2 separate regions of the Mus musculus genome follow, and region 2 is linked to region 1. A link is a contact called in public HiChIP or PLAC-seq data. All regions are on one chromosome and are shown on one strand. The core of a region is the stretch at or near the end of the contact, and the rest is flanking DNA. Distances in the headings are between cores, read along the strand shown.

The links. HiChIP or PLAC-seq counts read pairs in DNA pulled down with a chosen protein or histone mark.
Region 2: a contact with region 1 is called in an H3K4me3 HiChIP or PLAC-seq map of forebrain, with 3 times the contacts expected there. The contact joins the promoter of Tm2d1 here to the enhancer-like site in region 1. A contact is called at or near these places in 5 of 39 promoter capture datasets (the 3T3-L1 cell line, cranial neural crest, embryonic stem cells and 2 more), 4 of 115 datasets of contacts at active chromatin or transcription factors (bone marrow-derived dendritic cells, bone marrow-derived macrophages, craniofacial prominence and 1 more) and 1 of 9 other capture datasets (adipose tissue).

The regions. Positions count from the first base shown.
Region 1 is chr4:97,836,300-97,843,994 of GRCm38.p6, reverse strand. The region is part of intron 2 of Nfia (nuclear factor I/A); the gene reads right to left. It overlaps Gm19417 (a long non-coding RNA gene), which reads left to right. Exons shown (of 2, transcript XR_376437.4): 2 at 1-3,155. Among named protein-coding and RNA genes, the nearest start is that of Gm19417, 29 kb to the left of the region's middle. Within about 2 kb of position 4,049, at least 56 of the 459 cell types and tissues checked have an H3K27ac peak or open chromatin away from gene starts, as enhancers often do. A contact at or near this core is called in adipose tissue and forebrain, where this site is marked.
Region 2 is chr4:98,378,857-98,386,551 of GRCm38.p6, reverse strand. It overlaps Tm2d1 (TM2 domain containing 1), which reads left to right and starts at 3,287. Exons shown (of 7, transcript NM_053157.2): 1 at 3,287-3,482; 2 at 5,861-5,934. The coding sequence starts at 3,316.

The DNA.
Region 1 (7,695 bases), core at 2,800-5,299:
ATCATTTTAAACTACCTGGTATAATACAAACGTGGCACAATAGATCAATGCAATGAATCCTCTGTAGTCCCTAAAACGCTCTCCCAAATAATGGAATCCATTAATAATGATTATAGTTTCAGAGCTTTTGCCACAAAAGTAATGCCCAGTGCTACATCTCGACGGTCTCTAATAAATACATACAAGTCCTGCAAAAGGAGCAAAATCATAACAGAGCAGCTGAGTAGAGATTCCATTGAGCACGAAATTTAAAAGCCTACAGGTTAGCTCTATTCAAATCTGATCTTTTTTTTTTCTGGCCAAAGGCATGGTTTTTATTTGTAAAATGGGACTTGGACCAGGTGACATCTCAGAATCTTTCCAGCTCTGGTTCCTCGGGGGCTTAAAGTTTTTGCTAATGTTATGATTCATAATGAAGTTACTTTAATTTTAGTTATAATTATTCAATTTATTCACTTATTATTTATTTATTGTGTATGTGTTTTATGTGTCTTCATGTGCAGACAGGCAGGCCATAGCAAATGTGTGGCAGTTGGAGGATTTTAAGGAAATCTATTTTAAGGAACTTTAAAGAATCTATTCTTTCCTTCCACCATGTAGGACCAGAGGGTTGAACTAGGGTCATTAGGCTTGGCAGCAAGTGCCTATCTCTGCCGATCCATCTTGCCAGTCCAACAGTCACATTCATACTTTTACTAGCATGAAATAACAGAGGATGGCAGCATGGTCCATGAGATTTCTGCAATGAAACTTTGAGACTGGTCTGAGGGAAGAAAACTTTAGAGAAACAGTCATGTCATTATATTAGATCTAGGTCTTAGCATGTTTTCAGAAACATGGAAAGCAATACATCTGGGACCTTTGATGGCAAATAAGAAAGTACCACAATAGAACCTCCTGGAAACATGGGTAACTCAGCAAATATGGGAAGTCTTCATGAGATATACATTCATGCTCTTTAAATGAAAAATCTCACTGGGCATAGTGGGACACACTCATAATCACAGCTAATTGATAAACTGAGGCAGGAGGATTGCTTGAGTCCAGGGATTCTGGGCTATAGTGTGCCATGTTGATCCAGACTTAGTTTGGTATCAGTATGCTAACATCAGTGCACCACCAGTTTTCCCAAGGTATGGTGAACTGGCTATGGTCAGGAAAGAAAAGCCTCCAAGCTCAGAAATAGAGCTTCATTAAATTCTAGCTAAATGATGATGAATATTCATTATTTATTCCATGGCCTGTATGTCCTCTGTTTAAGTCATTTTCATTTATTCCTCGGAACAAAGTATTATCCCATTTTATAGGCAAGGACATCAAGGGTTCTGCCAGGTATTCTCAACATATTCATAACTGACAGACTGGGTAAGCCAGTCCAACCCCAGAGCCCAAACTATTCATGCAACCATGGGGACCAACTGGCCTGCCATCTTCAAAAGCTTTTACTTTTGTATTATTTAAGCATGATAGGACAAGCTTCAATTAAAAGGTAGTTTATACACAGACTACTTCTACAGTACAGATCTTTAATGGGCTTTGTTTAAATGTATGCATTTAAATGTGCAAGTTAAAATATTCACAAGTAACCTGAGTTCAATAGATTTGAGTTGAGCCAAAAGAGAGGATCGTGTATCATACTGACTTCCCGTCCTTTAGAGCAGAGCTTCTCTGCCTTCCTAATGCTGTGGCCCTTTAAAATAAAACAGTTCCTCGTGTTATGGTGACCCCAGCCATAAAATTATTCTTGTTGCTACTTCATAACTGTAATTTGGTACTATTTTGAATTTTAATGTAAATGTCTGTGTTCTCTGATGGTCTTAGGTGACCCCGGTGAAAGGGTCATTCAACCCTTCAAAGTGGCCACGACCTGCAGGTTTAGAACCACTGTTTTAGAGCAAATCCTTCAAAATGCTCTTGACTATAGAAGGAAACTACAGCTATCAGGCTTCTGAGTAAACTCACATGAGAGAGTTCCCTTCATCTTACCACAGCAAGAGACAGGTTGTACGGGAGGCTGCAGCACAGCACCAGTGAAAGGAAGTTGCGAAATAAGAAGGAGCAAGTGTAGACAGACAAGGACTCCAACAGCGTGTGAAAGAGTAAACTTTACGCTAAGCCTACAAACACCACAAGTGGGAAAAGTCAGAAAGATCTGGGAGCTATTTTTAGCATATCAAAACCTCAAACAGGACCTCCACACTGACCCACCAAGCAATCACACAAGCTAAACTATCAACCAACTAGTCACACAAAACCATTTCACCTTCTGTACAATGGCTCAGTGTATTCAACTATACATACTTATTTACTTCAAAGGGAGAAAACAAATTAATCATCCATTGCTGTTTATCTGGGCCACAAAACACAAAATGAAACAAAAAATAATAATAGCTGAGATTCTTGAGAATAACAGGACTGGAACAGAGGGTTAAAGTAACAGCCAGAGGCATCACTTAGTAGCCCAAATATCAGACTTCAAACCCTAGTAACCAAGGATCATGTTATAGGAAAATACCGGAAGAAATCATAAGTGCTTGAGGATGGCGTAGGTGAGATAAAGCAGGCTGCTGATACTCTGTGATGACACTGTGACTAATAGGGAGCAGTGAGGTCATGGCAAACTCCATTGACATGTTCCAATCAAACATTTGAAGGCACTATTCTAGTAGCATTTAACCCACAGAACACCAGTGACCAGCCCAGAATGTATAGTCATTTTGTTAGCAGGGAACTTGTCTTCAGAGACTGCAGAGTGTCACCTAAACGTGTACACCCTTGCCTTCAAGGGCAGTGTCAACACAAAGAAGCAAGTCTCCTAGTCCCTGCTGAGGGTCATTCACTGAACAAACTCAGGACTCACACTGAGAAAGCTAGGCTAAGTAAAAGCAAGGCTGGGAAAAGATCAATGGCGTATGATCCCAGCCTCCTCCTCCTTGGAGTTATAGAGACAGAGCAGGACATCCAGACACGGCAGGACACCACAGGGCTTCTGGCCCTCATAACTGCAGAGGGACAAAGGTCAGCAAAGCCACTCTAGGGTACAGAGTACCTACTCTTTACATGGCTAACCTCTGTGTGCTGACACCTCTATGACGGGGTTTCTAGAGTTTGCTTTTTATATCTTCAAAGAAACACATTTCATAAAAAAAAAAAAAGAAAATAGACCTCTGATCATAACACTCTTAGAAAGTCTTAGCTTGAGAAAAATTTAAAAGCCCAGCTATAAATCTTGCAAAATGAGAATTTATAATAGGAGTGCAGAGAGATCTTTAATTATGCAGACTGTGGGCCTCGTGTAATAAAGCCCACGTATTTGCAGCTTATGTCATTGTGTATAGGGTGCCTCAGAAAGGCTCTGTGTGTGTCTGAATCAATGAGTTGAAGTTTTACACAAGGGAAGGAAGTGAAGAGAACACTGCTTGGAGAAGCAGGGATTTACCTCCTGGGGCTCCAGGCAGTGAATGATGGTTCTGACTCTTCCAGTTTGTATAAAAGGTTGAAGTTCATTCTGGCGCAGGGAAGCATTCCACAAGACCCGCTGCCTCTATGGGCAGGCGATTAATCTCATGATCGATAGACCATATGATTAGGCACTAATAGCTGATAGGAGGAGAGAATAAACAACCATAAATTTGCTTTGTACCCAGCAATCCAACTGTAAGCAGGGCCATTTAATGGCCACACTGGGTCATGTTACCTAAGGGCCCATATGGAATAAAAAATGGAAGACAAAAACATTTTAAAAGATCTTCAATTATCAAAGGTAGGGGTGGAGGCAGAGGCTCTATTAGTGCAGTGTTCTTTGGCATGAGATGCCCAAGGCTTCCACATTGGGAGTGAAGAGGGCAGATGCAGAAGGAGCAACAGCAAAGTCTGTTTGCTGAAACAATGCTTTATAAACAGCATCGCCAGCCACCCTGTGCACAGTGTAAGTGGTGCTGGGTGGTCCAGCTCATGCCCAGCAGCCACTGGAACCTGTGTCCATCACGGGCTGAGTGTGCTCTCTGCAGCAGGCAGAGCAGAGGCTGGACTGTGTAATTTCCTCTTTGCATGCAGATCACTGCTCTGTACTCCAGAGCTGTTTCTCAGCGAGCGTGTCATGAACTTCCAGTGTTGGGAATAGTTATGCGACATAAAAGCCGTGATGCAGGAGGCCATAAATCTCACTCTTTCTTCTTTCCCTTTCCCTGGCTTCTTCCCTTTCTAAGACTCTGACCTCCTCCATCAGGCCCTTGAAAGAAAGGCAATCAATCACCCCCTAGACTAAAATGAAAACCTGGGTCCTCTCTGCACACTGGACAGCTTTCCCCTTGTGTGATAAAAATGGGGAAACATCTCTAAGATGGCAAGTCCCCCTCCTATGTGTTCCTCTTTCCACTCCATGCAGAGCCTGGAAGCAAAAAGCCTTCAAGCTCTTGTTATCAATGACCATGAAACAGGAAAGGAAGACACTTTGTTAAGCCAAAAGGAATGTGCTAGAGAAAGTACCAGATAAAGACAAAGAAGAATTTGAAGCAGACTTGCACTGTTCTCGGGGCCCACAGCAAAGCACACCAACCTCTGTTCTTTGAAAACTATCTGGGAAACAACCCACCCCCACCCCTCTCACTACCTCTGAGTACCCCCCCCCAGCCCCCACATCATCCCTCCCTCCTCCCCCTTGCCAGCACAGCCTTTGTGACTTCCCAAGCCTTGAGGGACCAACTGTTTCCAGGGCTTCCCTCTGGGCTAATTGTTCAACACTGCCCATGACTCTGGAGCCCACAGGAGAAAAAAGGCACTTCAGATGCCCTAGGGAAGACTGGGGGAAATTTCTGTTGGAAATCCATTCCTTGTTTATTATCATCAACCACAAAGAAGCCTACTGTAATAAGCAGTTACTACAGCCAAGTGAGATGAGAATTCTAAAGTTTGCAGGCAAAATTCCTTCTCTGTTTACATTTATTCAAAATACTTCCACTCGGCATAATTTCGGAGTTGAAAGACATTTAGCCAGGTGTGCTGGCTCACAAAAAGATGCCACCAAAGGTCAAACATGAAGCATAGTCCAAGGTCCAGGCACTGCTTTGCTAACATTTCTTGGAGCAACAAGACCAGTTAGTACAAGGCCATTGCACTAACTGAACCCAAGCAGGGCCACTGTACTAACCCCCCACTGATCAGGAAGGATTCCACTGAACCTAAAGCAGCTGGATGGCCAAGAAAGCCCTTTGGTCTGCTGTGCTGGGCCCGAGGGAACAGGGGCAGAACTCAGGACAGAAAGGGACTTAGGAAATGAGAGGCTCAGGGAGCAGAGGCTGAGCCCTGGGAGCAGGCCAAGGCCCCATGTTCTATCACCCTGACCATGGCGTTCATGTTGCCTAGTGGCTTTCCAGTGACTGGTATCAACTTCTGGCCATCTCTGAAACACTCAGAAAGCAGAGCGCAGACTCTCAACTCCCTTTGTACCGTAGGTTAATTTCTCCCCAAGGGGAAAGAGAAATTTTCCTTTGAAGACGTATGGAGGAGTCTAAATCGAACCAGAGAAGCCCCTGACCTTCAGTGGTTGCCTAAAAGCTGCTGTACCCTATGACAGTATCACTGCAGCAATGATAAAATGATAACTAACATACACTCTACATCAGGTAGAGACTGGGCATATGTAAAATAATTTCTAACTGCCAAACCACCCTAAAAATTAATAGTACATTCCCACCCCCAACTATACATATTCGAAAGCTACAGAGGGGAAGGTAAGTAACCTCCCAGCATCAAATTGTCATCACCAGAAGACTGAAAACCTGGTCCAGCCTACTTCAAGAAAAGGATAACAGAGGTTCGGCTAGTTTTTGCTGTCTTCCATACCACCTTGTTGGTTTCGGAGTGAACCTGTTTGCTGCCTATGAATTTGGCTGGCTAGCCCTTCCTCTGCCTTATATTTTTCTAAGCATTTCCCATGGATAACAGAGCTTATACCAGTAAGAAGCCAGGTACCAGATGAATCTAGTTTTACCAAGTGCCAAGTGGAGACCGAGGTGAAGCACGTCCAGCCACAAAGGAAGAGAGCAGCAGTGAGACACTAGAGGTTGATTTGTGATTGTTAGAAGGCAAAAAGAGGAAGGAACCTCCTTTTTCATCCACAGAAACTATTTCCTGAGACCCTACCACATCTTCCTACTATATCCTACTATCTAGCCATACCTTCCTAAACTCAATTAGAAAGGGAACAGTGGGGCCTCCCTTTTATTTCTTGCCTAAGTAGGAAATGTAGGATAATGTACACGGAAGGAAGGTAACTTTCCCAGAGAGCTCCTTCACCTGAGATTCAGCTCAGTGTATTCTATACACAGAGGGAACCTGCAGCTGACTTTCTTTTCCAAGTTACTGGGAAACTGTGCTTTTTCCATTTCCAAATAAAAAGTGCACTACAATTATGAGATGCATATATAAATGATGAAGATAACCCACACTCTCCAAAAAGGTCTAGAAACATCAATTTTGTATCACAGTTAGTAACTTCCTGTAGCTTCCCAAAGTTCATACAGCAGGCCTTCAAGAAGACCCCCACCATAACACCCCCTGAACACTCTCCCACCAGGTGCTAAGTAAAAAAAAAAAAAAACAGTAGGAATTAACCACATCCAATATATTAGGAGAGTGTCCTTTGAAGCAGAAGAATAAAAATACAGAGGTTTTGAGGAGGGATCAAAAGATAAAAAGCAGTTTGTTGTGGTTAGACGGTAAAAGGTGGAGATGTGGATGAAGTTCCTGGGGATGCAGGTCCAGACATTGTAAGGGCTTGGCAACAGTGATCCCTCACTCATTTCATAAGGGTTTACAAGTGCCTAATGCACACCAGGACACCCAGTGTCTCAGGGTGCCTGCTACCGTCACTATCCCACGCCACCGAGGTGCAGCTGGTCATTCATTCAGTATGCAATGAAAACCGAAACGCACAAGAACTCCGTGTTGCTCTTGCTAATCAAGCAGCTGAAGCTCCTCACAGGCTCACGGGCACCGGTGCTTAATGAACATTAGTCAGCTTCCTCGGACGATGCTGGACGTCTGCCTACTTGTCAATATTAATTGCAACATACACAGACACAACCCTGGGTTCTCCCGTTTCACCAATTTTCAACCCTCGAACCAAGGCAGTGTCTTAATCCAACTGAAATTTCAGAACACAGATGTCAGTGTGGCTAGGACCATGAAAACTCACATAGTATTATTAAGAGCACAACTACTTAAAAGCCAAATGAAAATAACGTGTGTTCCCACAGCAGTTTAAACAAAATATCGAAGGCTCAAGGTGCATTTCCACAACAGGTGGTAAATTATTCTGGGAGCAGAAAAGCCAAAATTGATCATTTTACATTACTGATCAGAAAAGATTTCGAGTGCATGTCTAGGCATAGACACACGCAAAATATCTCCACACAAGAATTCTGTTCATAACAATACCCCTAAGTGTTTTCAGACCACAGAATATCTTCCTTGATGAATCAAATAAATCCTGAGAATTTTAGGTTTCGTGAAGGTATTCTGTTTGACTCCAAACATTTGGGATTTACCTGGTTTGTGGTAAATTTATGATACTCCTGTTCACTTGTAAAGAGCCTTCCTAGTAAGTCCGAGTCATAGCTCTGTCAGTGTCTGCACAATGTGAAATTCAACTTGAGCAAGCCCCAGGATGCCAGGATGCCTGGACCCCAGAAG
Region 2 (7,695 bases), core at 2,038-4,537, 540 kb before region 1:
AGACAGACAGGTTTTTCTGAGTCCAGGGCCAGCCTGGGTTTCATAGTGAGTTCTAAGCTAGCCAGGCTACATAGTGAGACTGCTATTCATGTCCTTTGCTTTCAGTAAAAGTCTGAAGAGTTTCTGTGGCACTTCATATAATAAAGAAACTAGGAGTTAAATATGTTGAGACTTAACCGAGGAAACTCAAATGGCCAAGAAACACTTAAATGTTCAAAATCCTTAGGCATCAGGGAAATGCAAATCAAAATGGCTCTGAGATTCCATCTTACTCCTGTCAGGATGACTAAGATCAAAAACACTAGTGACAGCTCCTGCTGTCAAGGATGTGGAGCCAGTGTCAGCACTCCTCCACTGCTGGTGGGAGTGCAAACTTGAAGAGCCACTTTGGAAATCAATATTGTGGCTCATCGGAAAACTGAGCATTGATCTACCTCTCTTGGGCATATACTCAAAGGTCACTTCATCCTACCACAAGGACACTTGCTCAGCTCTGTTCTTCAAAGCCTTATTAGTAATAGCCAGAAACTGGAAACAAGATATGTGTTCCTCAGCCAAAGAATGAATAAAGACAAAATGGTACATTTACACAGTGGAGTATTATTCAGCAGCTGAAAACAGTGACATGAAATTTGCAGGTAAACTGATAGAACTAGAAAAAAAAAAACCATTCTGAGTGAGGTGACTCAGACTCAGAAAGACAAACATGGTGTGTACTCACAATGACTATTAGCTGTGAAGTAAGGGGGGGGGGGGAACATAAGTGAGGATGCAATGAGCTCTCAGGGAAGGGGAAATAGAATAGACTTCCAGGAAGGATTGGGGCAGGTATGGAATAGGAGTGATGAGGGTCGGGGAGAAAAGACTGGGAGAAACTGTTGGAATTGAGATGTATTTCAGGGTCAGCTAGAAACCTAGTGCAATGGAAACTCCATAAAATTTATGAGAGTAACTCTAGCAACACCTCCTAGTCAAGTAGGACATGGATCCTGAGCAGGCCATCTTCTGTAACCCTCAAGTGGAGGGATTTAGGACACCAACCCAGTCACAAAACCTTCAAGCTACAGTTTGTCCTGACGTGAGAGTGTTCTGGGACAAAAGCCTAGCATAGTTGCCATCAGAGAGATTTCATCTAACAACTGATAAAAGCAGATGCAGAGTCCCACGGCCAAACATTCGGCAGAGCTCAGGAGTCCTGCAGATGAGGTGGGAGGAAGGGACTAGAGGCAACAGGGACACCACAAGAACACGATCCACAGGATCAACTGACCAGGATTTATGGGCACTTACAGAGGTCAGGGAGCCTGTAGGAATCTGACCTAGGTCCTCTGCACATAAGTTATGGCTGCGTAGCTTGATGTTTTTGTAGGAATCCCAGCAGTGGGATCCCTGACTCTTTTTTCTACTCGTGGGGGAAACAAGACATACTTTCCTCCTACTGGATTGCCTTGTTCAGCCTTGATCTGATATGAGCTATGTGCCTGAATTTATTGTAGTTTGTTATGCTGTGTTTGGTTGAAGTCTCTGGAAGGCCTCCTCTTTTCTGAGAGGAGGCAGAGCAGGGGCAGGATGTGTGTGTGTGTGTGTGTGTGTGTGAGAGAGAGGGGGGGGGTTGGGGAGAGAGAAAGAGAGAAGACTGGGGAGGGGAGGGAAACTAGTTGAAATGCAATCTATGAGAGAAGAATGAAAATAAAAAATGAGGCTTAAGTTTCTATCAAATTTAAATAATGTAGCAGCTATGTGATCATGGTAATTTATGTGATCATGAGACTGCAAAACAGAGAAGTTACTTTATTACAGACGTAAGAGGCTTGTAAGAGGAAGTGACACATCATCAATACTTTAATACATCATCAATTCAAGAGTCAATTTTCTGTCCATGGGATGCAGGGGACTATGTCCAGGGACTTGTGCTTGCTAGGCAACTCTACCACTATCCCAGCTCAGGAGTCAAAAGTTTTATAGTTTCATTGCTGTCTTACAGAATCCTTTTAATTCTTTTAAATTTACATATTGTGGAAGAGAATAAAGATAATCACTAAAGCCATAAAATAGATCCAGTAATGGGATTAATCAGCAAAGCATCAGCAGTTCTAAGTAATTGTTTTAAATCTGTATTAAAATTGATACACAGATCAGCAGTATTCTTGCACTCAGCAGGAAACCATCTAATTCTATCATAATTTCAATAATCCTGAGGCACAGAATTGCTTCCTTTAGTCCTTTGGGTTTATGTTGTATTTTAAAAAATCACTAGAACATTCTGAGTCCAAGTAGTAGTTAAGTGGAAAGGTTCTTTTATCATTGTGTAAGATGTATAACTGATATTCTGTCTTTTTCAATATTTATTTTTATTTTATGCATGTGAGTGTTTTGTCTGCTATTTCCACCTTGTGGGTCCCAGGGATTGAATTCATTTGTCAGGCAGAGCAACAAAGGATTTTACCCATGGAGCCAAATATGTGCATAGAGCTTGAGAAGGCTAGAAGGGGACCTTCAATCTGGAACTGGAATTACAGGGCTTTAGCCAATACATGGGTGCTAGGAACCTAACCTGGTTCTCTGTAAGACCAGCAAGTGTTCTCAACTCCTAAGCCATCTCTTCAGCCCAATATTCTGTCCTCGAACACTTGTCCACTATATAATGTCTACAGCAATCTAGAATTGCACTTGGGTCACTTCTAGATAGTCTAAATCTAAATTCTTCCAACCCTAGGGAAACCCTCATCCTTTAGAGCCTCCAGGATCAACACTGGTGCCCACCAGGAGCTGGGGCTCATCAGAAGGAGCAGTTTCTGTCTCCTTGTGAGGGTTCTCAGGGAAGCTACTAGAGAAGACTCCCAAACGTGTATTTTTTTATATAATTATTCAGTTTTTTAAAAAGTGTGTGTGTATGTGAAAATCCGTTTTTTTTTTTCCATCATGTGGGTTCCAGGGATTGAATTTAAATAATTTTCAGGCTCCGGAACAAGTGCCTTTACACTCTGAGCAGTCTCCCTGGGACATGGGCATGTTTTTATTATTATTATTATTATTATTATTATTATTATTAAAGTTTCCATGCTTGCTTTGGCAGTACATATACTAAAATTGGAACGATACAGAGATTAAGATGGTCCCTGCTCAAAGATAACAAGCGAACATATTTAAACAACAACAACAACAACCCTCGAAAACCTCGCTGATGTAGCTGTGCCAAGTTATCCTAGGGAGTAGCCTTTAGAAGCCCTAAGCTGCGCCACGGTTGCCAGGCCCCTTTAAGGCCCTTCCTTCTCTAGGAGGCGGAACCGGAAGCGCGAGGACGCGGTGCCCAACATGGCGGCCGCCTGGCCCGCGGGTCGGGCTTCCCCAGCGGCGGGGCCTCCGGGCCTTCTCCGCACCCTGTGGCTCGTGACGGTCGCCGCGGGACACTGTGGGGCTGCTGCCTCTGGCGCTGTCGGGGGCGAGGAGACACCCAAGTGTGAGGACCTCAGGGTGGGACAATATCCTCCGGAAAGCCGCCGTTCTCAGGCGGTCAGCTGGACCCCGGGCTGTGGGATGGGGACCGTGGCCTCCGCTGTGGCTCTAGTGACCATTGGACCCCGGGAGGTGAGGAGGGCTGTGGGGACGAAGGGCGAGCACCGTGGGCTTTCCCTGGACCGATCAGTGGTTGGCACTTCCTTCTCCGATTGACCATGGATTTTACCGGCTTGCCCACTTACTCACACACACACACACACACACACACATCTAGGTTGTGTCCCAGACACAAAAGATGCGAAAATTGTTCGACGCGTTCCTGAAAGTTTGCAGGTGTTGAGGGAGACAAGTAATTACTAGTGAACCAATGCATGTGTCTCACTTGTCATTAACGTAACATATATCACCTACAGCCATCCTCAGATGGCTTCACTTTGTGATTTTAGACAACTTATTATTATGTTTTAAAATTAGAGATCCTCTTGGATGTTTTAAAATGTAATATTTGTATTAGTTCTTTGTGAGAATTTCACCCAGTGGATTTTGATCATATTCAACCTCAAACTCCTTCTACATTGTCTTCCCTCCCACTCCCCCTTAACCTCGACCCCTACCACACACACTTAAAAAAAAAAAAGAAAACTAACACAGGGAGTCAGATATGTGCTGTTCATATCTACAGTGGTATGGGGCTATTCGCTGAAGCATGGTTGCCTTACCTGGGACTTAAACCTATGACTCTCTAACTTAGCAGCCATCAACTGGCCATAGTTAGGGGTGGGGGCTTTTGAATGAGCAAATAATTTAAGTCTAAAACATACTTATACCAGTGACTACCAACTTAAGGGAGCATTTATGCTAATTTAATTACCACAACAGTTTCGTTGGGTGTTTATTTACAGATGAGAAATCTGATTTAGGAATGGGTGAACTGTCTTATTACATTAGCGCACCGCAGAGCAACAAGGTGAAATTCGTGTTATACTCAAAAAACTATGTTTGAACAAAACTTTGGGTACTGACACAGTGCCTCAGACATTTGTGTACAGATCCTCAAACCTGCAGAAGCAAGAAAGAGTCTTAAGAAAAATCTTACAATTAAGAGAATCTGCCAGGCAGTGGTGGCCCAAGCCTTTAATCCCAGCACTCGGGAGGCAGAGGCAGGCAGATTTCTGAGTTTGAGGCCAGCCTGGTCTACAGAGTGAGTTCCAGGACAGCCAGGAGAAACAGAGAAACCCTGACTTAGAGAGAGAGAGAGAGAGAGAGAGAGAGAGATCTGTGAGTTAAGGAGAGCATGCATTAGATTTGCACAGATTACCTCTAATTTGCTTTGCCAACCCCATTATGCAGGGAGTTGCTGACATACTGAGTTTATCATTGTCTTAGGAAAGATGAGAGTGTCCTTCTAAGAAGTATTTGAGCTGATTATGAGCTATTGAACCCTTGTGAGAAGTGACTGAGCCTGTAGAACTCTGGTGACAACTGAACATTGCCTTAATGACAACTAACTAAAGATGACCTTTCCAGAAGTGATTCAGAAGTCCAAATAAGGGTCCACCTGTGACTAGAGACACCCTGTATGCACCATACCTATCCCATTGCAGTGTGAACCATACAATCTTTGGACAATAAAACTTAGAAACATTCTTATTGTTCTAACATCTATTCGAGAGTGGTTTTCAGTAACTTAAGATCCTACTGGAGCCACTGACCACAGAGATAACAACTACAACAGATGCACAGTATCCCAGCTTTGAGTCAACAGATCTGATTTGGCTGCCTGTCACTTACATGACTGGATAAGCCACTCAAAGTTAAACACTCAGCTAGTGCTTCTGTGGCATAGGAATAACAATATCTTCCTCATCTGTTTGTGTTACATGGAATTAAGTGTGAATTAGTTGAATCCAGAGCTCTGGAAACTGATCTGTTTTTAAAGTTAAAAATAATTTGGTGAAGATTTTTAATTTGATGCTGCTTTCTGTCTGTTCCCGGATTGATATTCTTCGAAGATGGCATCATCTGCTAGAACTTTTGATAGAAATTTATTTTATGACTTCTATACAATAATTTAACTTTCAACTATTTTCTAGGGAACACTAAAAAAGTGTATTTGGGTGTTTTGTTTTGAGATAGGGTCTCAACATAGCCCTGTCAGACCTGGAACTCATTCTGTAGATGATGACCTTGAACTCGAGAGATCTTCCTGCCTTTGCCTCCCAAGTGCGACTAAAAGCATGCACCACCACAGCAAGTTTAAAAGTGTAATTGTGTCTGAGTTTGTTGATTAGTACAAACTTAAAGCCTCTCTGTACATGTGAATCAGTAGGAGTATGTAAGACATTTAAAACATAGTGTTTTATGCTAGAAATATAATTCAAATTTCCTTAACTTTTTAAACATATATTTGTAAAGAACCAAAAATAAATGATGCTACGCAAGAACCAGTTAATTGTACAAACTACACAGCTCATGGTAAGATTTCTAGAATCATGTCTTTGAAATGTTTTATAAAATTTTACCTATTTCAAGTAACAGTGCATGACCCCTAAGGGTAATTAATAAATGTGTTTTATGTTGTGTTAGATAATATTGTTCAGTTTTTAGAATAATTTAGATTTGGAAATTGATTAAAATTGTCAACATTCAATTAATTAGTTGGTTAACTAACTAATTAATTTTGTGCTTGTGATTGAACCCAGGGGTCCTTGCATGCTCCTGCAGAGTTATAACCAGTGTCACTATTTAGGTTAAGAAACAAGTTTTCTTAATTATATAATCTGGGGTGTTTTTATGCATATTTATTGTATAGCATTAGAATCTGTTATATAGATCATGCTTTTAAGTTTTTAATTAAGTTTATGTTTAACTGATTTATAAAAACTAACTGTTGTATATTAGTTGTCTGATAAAATGGTGTGTGTGTGTGTGTGTGTGTGTGTGTGTGTAATACTTAAGTCAGGATAACTGTATTTATCCCTGTATTTCCTTCTGCTTCCCAAGCTTTGTTATAGAGATATAAATACAGTTATTTAGTTAGGTTTTGTGCTTCTGTTTTTTTCTTTCTTTCTCTCTCTCTCTCTCTCTTTATTTTTTGGTCTTTTCGAGACAGGGTTTCTCTGTGCATTCCTGGCTGTCCTGGAACTCACTCTGTAGACCAGACTGGCCTCGAACTCAGAAATCTGCCTGCCTCTGCCTCCCAAGTGCTGGGATTAAAGGCGTGCGCCACCACTGCCCTGCCTTCTCTCTCTTTTTAAGACAGGGTGTCGCTGTGTAAGCCTTGAAATCACAGCGATAGATCTTCCTGCCTCTTCCTCTACAGTGCTAGGATTAAAGATGTGCCCTAGTATGTTGTCTTAGTCACTGTTCTGTTGCTGTATAGAGGCACCATGACCAAGGCATGTCTCATAAAAGTGTTTACTTGGGGACTTCCTTACCGACTTAGTTCTTTAGCATCATGGCGGGGAGCATGGTGCAGATGCAGGAGCAGAAAGCTACATCATGATCCACAGGCAGAGAGCAAGACATTGGGGTCTGGAGTAGGCTTGTGAAACCTCACATCCTACCCTTAGTGGCATACTTCTTCCGACAAGGACACATCTCCTAACCCTTTTTAAATAGTGTCGATTACTAGTGATTGAGCATTCAAATATGTGAGCCTACGGGGCACCATGATGGAAAGGCTTGGTATAGGAAAATTGTTCATATTTTGGCAGCGTAGAAGCAGAGCAAGGACAGATAATGGGATAAGGGCGAGTCAGAGTCATGTTCCAGTGACCTACGTCCTCCAATCAGGTCCCACCCTATGAAGGCCTTTTAGAAGTGAGCTTAGACAGTGCACTTTACTTTTAATTGTTGCAGTTTGGTTTTGCTTAGATTTGATTGTGACTGTGCCCTGGCTCTTCTCATTTGGAGTAGAAAAGTATTTAACTTGTGTTTGAATTTATAGGAACACACAGTTGAGAGATTTTGAATATTTTAGATAGACTAGTTATTTTAGGGACTGAATATTTGACACAAACTCGGGTCATTTTGGAAGAGGGAATCTCAGTTGAGAAAAGCCTATGGTGAATTTTCCTGATTGATGACAGATGTGGAAAGCCCAGTTCACTGTGAGCTGTGCTACCCCAGGGCTGGTGGTCCTGGCTGCTTAAGAAAGCAGGATGAGCAAGCCATGAGGAACAGCAGTAAGTAGCACTCTTCCATAGTCTCTGGATCAGCTCCTACCTCCAGGTT